Regions from separate parts of the Sus scrofa genome. Here region 2 is linked to region 1. A link is a contact called in public HiChIP or PLAC-seq data. All regions are on one chromosome and are shown on one strand. Each heading gives the region's core, a stretch centred on a gene start, on an enhancer-like site or on the middle of the called end of the contact. The rest is flanking DNA. Distances are from core to core; before and after follow the strand shown. Region 1 overlaps TMEM154 (transmembrane protein 154). Region 2 overlaps FBXW7 (F-box/WD repeat-containing protein 7).

The links. HiChIP or PLAC-seq counts read pairs in DNA pulled down with a chosen protein or histone mark.
Region 2: an H3K27ac HiChIP or PLAC-seq map of alveolar macrophages shows a contact between it and region 1. The contact joins two enhancer-like sites. A contact is called at or near these places in 13 of 47 Hi-C or Micro-C datasets (adipose tissue, blood, embryonic fibroblasts and 6 more) and 2 of 2 datasets of contacts at active chromatin or transcription factors (alveolar macrophages and skeletal muscle).

The regions. Positions count from the first base shown.
Region 1 is chr8:76,385,865-76,388,564 of Sscrofa11.1, reverse strand. All of the region lies in intron 6 of TMEM154 (transmembrane protein 154), which reads right to left. It overlaps LOC110262137, which reads left to right. Exons shown (of 7, transcript XR_002346729.1): 6 at 955-1,061. Among named protein-coding and RNA genes, the nearest start is that of TMEM154, 32 kb to the right of the region's middle. Within about 2 kb of position 1,369, at least 11 of the 83 cell types and tissues checked have an H3K27ac peak or open chromatin away from gene starts, as enhancers often do. A contact at or near this core is called in alveolar macrophages, where this site is marked.
Region 2 is chr8:76,502,010-76,504,709 of Sscrofa11.1, reverse strand. The region is part of intron 1 of FBXW7 (F-box/WD repeat-containing protein 7); the gene reads right to left. Among named protein-coding and RNA genes, the nearest start is that of FBXW7, 21 kb to the right of the region's middle. Within about 2 kb of position 1,374, at least 1 of the 83 cell types and tissues checked has an H3K27ac peak or open chromatin away from gene starts, as enhancers often do. A contact at or near this core is called in alveolar macrophages, where this site is marked.

The sequences.
Region 1 (2,700 bases), core at 120-2,619:
AGTGGAGTGGCCAAAACAGTTCACACAAAACTGCTGTTTTCTTGCAATTCATGTCTGCACTGAATGACAGATACATCGGTCACCTCTATAGATCAGCCTCATGGGGGCTGGCTTTCTTGCTGCTGAGTGTTCTTAAAAATCTCTGACTTGTCTTTTCATTTATGGAATATCTCTTTTCTTTGAACGAATTAATAAAAGAAAATGAACATGCAATTTAAAAAGAGACTCTTCTCTAGATTGAGCTTCATCATAAACTTGCTGTACTGGAGTTCCCATTGTGGCTCAGTAGTAATGAATCCAGCTAGTATCTGAGAGGACATGGGTTCGATACCTGGCCTCCCTCAGTGGTTAAGGATCCGGAGTTGCCATGAATTGTGGTGTAGGTTGCAGACGCAGCTTGGATCGCTTCTTGCTGTGGCTGTGGTGTAGGCCAGCAGCTGTAGCTCCGATTCGACCTCTGGCCTGGGAACTTCCACATGCTGCAGGTGTGGCCCTTTAATAAACAGACACATACATGCACACGAAAACTAACGTAGCATAAAGCAACTTTCTGAATAGGTGAAGGCCTTTTGCCTTATAGGCAGAAATAGGCCAGCCCTTGTTTTAAAGCCCAGCCTCTTGGTATTTTAAAAATATGATTTCTAAGACTCTTTTACCACCATACAATTCTCCAAGGTTAAGTTTCTTCTATGTTGCCAGTAATTTCAAAGAACGAGAGGCAGTGATATAAAAACCACTGACATTTCACATCTTTTGAGGGTGCCTGTCAGAGATACAGTAATAAGATATTTATAAGGTTTGGCTGGGCATCTGAGCCCTACACTGAACACACGTAGTGATTCGTTTTTAGGTAGAAGTGCAAGGAAAATATTCCTTTGTCATGTCCTTCACGATGCTCCACCAGCATTTTTTTCTTTGATCCGTTTGTTCACATCTGATTTCTCATTTAAATAGGCTCGACTCTTTTCTGAACCAGTGATGAGTTTTAACATGCAAATACCTGCAGAGATAACCACGACGGACATCTATAATAAGATGTAGATTTCTGCATTGGAGAGGAGGTAAGATTGTAGTGGCCTGACTTTTGGGGTACAGTTTAGGGGAGGAAGCAGAACAAGGGCCCCCATCATTGTTCCTGCAATGCTTGGGCTTCAGGAACTGCTTATGACAAGTGACTGCACTCTGGACGTATTTAAGGTGACAGGCACACAATCTTTGGTTGACACGGAGGGAGAGAAGGTGGAGAGTATTTATTTATCCTGCTGTGAAAGTTTATTCTGTTTATTCTGACAGCACGTCATACCTCAGTTACAGGCTCAGTCAAGTTCCCTGCTCGCTGGTCATCTCTGAGTCACCCTGACAACAATTCAGTGCCCCCACCTCCAATCTCAGCAGTGTTCTGTGGAATAAGCCTTCCACTTGCTGAATCATCACTCCTATTTCCTGCCAACACATCCCACGTCCTGACCAAAGGATCCTCTGATCAAAAACACCCAAACAGGAGTTCCCTTTGTGGCTGGGCAGTAACGAGCCCAACTAGTATTCATGAGGACGTAGGTTCAATCCCTGGCCTCCCTCGGTGGGTTAAGGATCTGGCATTGCCATGAGCTGTGGTGTAGGTCACAGACGGGGCTCGATTCAGTGCTCCTGTGGCTATGATATAGGCCAGCAGCTGCAGCTCCTATTTGACCCCTAGCCTGGGAAGTTCCATATGCCACGGTGTGGCCCTAAAAAAAAAAAAAAAAGAAAAGAGAAAAACCCAAACATGGTAATTTCTATCCTCCCAAAAGATAAAGTTGAAACAAGATCTCAAAATGCTAAAGCAGGCCCAGTGCACTAAAATCCTCTATCGAGCAGGGCCACCTAGTGGTAGAATGGAATACGAGGTTTTAAATTCTCATTTAATTTCTCTACTTTAAGAATCCAATCCAGGTGAAGTTATCTTCTGGATTTTTTGTTTGTCCGTTTGTTTTTTGTTTGTCTTCTTTTAGACCCACACTCAAGGCATATGTCAATTTCCAGGCTAGTGGTGGAATTGGAGCTGTAGCTGCTGGCCTACACCACAGCCACTGCAACACCAGATCCTTTACCCACTGAGTGACGCCAGGGATTGAACCTGAGTCCTCATGGATACTAGTTGGGTTTGTTACCGCGGAGCCACAGTGGGAGCTCCCATCCTTCATTTTTCTCATTTGTGTTGAGTTACCCCTTTGGGATCATCACCTCCACCTGTTTTCCTTACCAAGCATTTATTCATCCAATGTAAACAAACCTAGGGTTTGTTATAATCAGAAAGCTTTATGACTAATACAGAAGCCGACTCAACAGTGTCTCTTTAGAAGGGTAAGAAAATGTCGGTACTAATTTCCTTCTAAAGATAAAGAGTCACTGGGATATTTACTTTGTTCCTTTCTATTTTCTGTAACTCATACTCCCATTTCTCCACACCAATATTCACCCATGTAAACTGTCACATAAAATCCATCAGTAGAGGAGTTCCTGTCGTGGCCCAGTGGTTAATGAATCCGACTGGGAACCGTGAGGTTGCGGGTTCGATCCCTGGCCTCACTCAGTGGGTAAAGGATCCTGCGTTGCCCTGAGCAGTGGTGTGGGTCGCAGACGAGGCTTGGATCCCGTGTTGCTGTGGCTCTGGCGTAGGCCCGTGGCTCCAGCTCCGATTAGACCCCTAGCCTGGGAACC
Region 2 (2,700 bases), core at 125-2,624, 120 kb before region 1:
AAACACCTAGATGAGCATTCTAACTCTGCATGAGTAATTACGTAAAAGCTCTGTCCTTCCATTTTTTCACTTATAAACAAAAGCCCAAAAAATCCATACAAAGTTTCCTTTTTCCCGTTTATATTTCCTTATCTCTTTTTCTAAGTATAGGTAATCAAAATTCAAGTGGATATACCTTTTAACCCAGTAATTTCACGTTGGAGAAAATACCTTGGCAAGAAAAAAAAATGAGAAAGGTTTCAATACTATTATGAAAAGATTTCCAAGATATACTGTGAATAATTTTTTAAAGTCTCTATACTATGCTCTTTTCTATAAAATGGAGAAAATACCACTATCCATTTATATTTGTGTGTGTGTGCATATGCACACACATGCACATAAAGACATTCTGGAAATTATTTTTAGTAGATTAAAAATATTTCATTTTTACTATTTCAGACATGTCAAAAGAAGAAAGACTGACTCTATCCAGTTAAGAAAAAAAAAGACTGTGGCCCCAGAAAAAAATAAATTGCTAATAGTGTTAACCAGAAAATGAATGATTTGAATGAGTTCCATGTATCAAAGGCTGACTCAAATCAGGTGATTTTTTTCTCCACATTTTATGAAAATGAATAGGTTTCTGTTTGACAGTACAGACAAATCCAAGGGAATAAAAGTATTTGTTTTACTGCAATCTTTCTCTTTATTCTGCTCTAACAGTTGCCTTTCTAAACTCTCCAAATTTCCAATCTACCTATCTATCTATCCCTTGGGTTTATCAATGAAGTCTTCATTCTTAAAATTTGGTTCATTTTTAAATTAACTACAATTGATCAATTTGTATATATTGTCTACATAATCTATCATTCATTTGTAGCACATATTTCAGAAATGTTAAAGCACAACACAACGGAAAAGAAGAGTAGAAAGGAAAGCAGTCTGAGGGTAAACTTTGTAAGAGTTTTAATGCAAATTAAGTACCTTCAATTACGTTTTATAAGCAACAGGGAGCCACTCAAAGTATGAACAAAAACAAGGGATGATGTGAAGAAAGTAATGGACTTGGAATGAATGCAATCTCAAAAACTGGGAGGTTAGTCATAATAGCTAAAAATTGGAAACAAGCCAATTGTCCATCACCCGAAGAATAAATAAACAAAATGAGGTACTTCTATACAATGGAATATTACGCAACCATAAAAAAGAATTGAGTATTGAGACATGATACAAGACAGAAGAACCTTGAACATTTTGCTAAGTGAAATAAGCCAAACACAAAAGGGCATATATGCATGATTCCATTTATATGAAATGTCCAAAACAGGCAAATCCACAGAAACAGAAAGTCGATTCATGGTTGCCCAGGGAACTGTGGAAAGGGGAAGTGGGAAAGGACTGCTAATGGGCATCGGGTTTCTTTCTGAGGTGACGAGTATGCTATAGCATTAAATAGTAGTGACAGGCGCAAAAACTTCATAAATATACTAAAAACTATCAAACCGTATACTTCAAAAGGGTAGATTTTCTGGTATGTGAATTATATCTCAATAACAAAAAAAGCTGTGTGTGTGTAAAAGACTACAAGCAGGAAAAACACAAAGCAACTATACTGGCTTAGCAATGATACATAAAAGCCATCAGAGTTCCTACTGTTAACCCAAACTAGGAAGCACCATTCAGATAACTGTGTCCAGAGTACCACTCAAAAAGACCCTATAGCAGGATACAGCCTGGGACTCTAACTGAATACATTTAAGCTAAGAGGCAAAAAAGATGTCAATAGTTCTTGATCGATGTCTGAATGTGAAGAGGAATTAAGACAAAAAAGGAATCCGTTTTCTTTCCGATTTAAAATGAAACATTTACAAAGAGAAAATTCAACAAAAGTTTAACACTTATTATCTTCAGATTAAGGGGGAAATGCAATCTACAGAATCTTATCCAGACTTGCCCATTTTCAACAATGAGATTACCTGTATAAAGAAAAGGTATAGGAGTTCCCATCGTGGCACAGTGGTTAACGAATCCGACTAGGAACCATGAGGTTGCGGGTTTGGTCCCTTCCCTTGCTCAGTGGGTTAACGATCCGGCGTTGCCGTGAGCTGTGGTGTAGGTTGCAGACGCGGCTCAGATCCTGCGTTGCTGTGGCTCTGGCATAGGCTGGTGGCTAAAACTCTGATTTGACCCCTAGCCTGGGAACCTCCATATGCTGCGGGAGCGGCCCAAGAAATGGCAAAGAGACAAAAAAAAAAAAAAAAAAAAAAGAAGAAGAAGAAAAGGTATAAAAATGTACTTGCATTTACAAACAAAAAACTCTGTATCTCAACCACAGAAAACCATTCTGAAACACTCAAACCCTAATCTGAGAGTCAATCATTGTTAAAGCCAATTACTTGCTGAGTCCACATGCAATTATCTCTGACAGAAAAGAAAAAGTTTATAACCCATACCTGCACTGCCCAATATGCTAGCCCCTGCTAGTGAGCACCTGAAATGAGATATGGTGTAATTACAAAACACACACCAGATCTCAGTTAATAGGAGCTAAAATATTTCATTAGTAAGTTTTCATGGTTTTCATACTGATTTCACGTTGAAGTGATACTATTTTTGATAAATTACATTAAATAAAATATATTATTAAAAGTAATGTCACCTGGGAGTTCCCTTGTGGTGCATTAGGTCCAGCGTTGTCACTGAAGTGGCTTTGTTTTT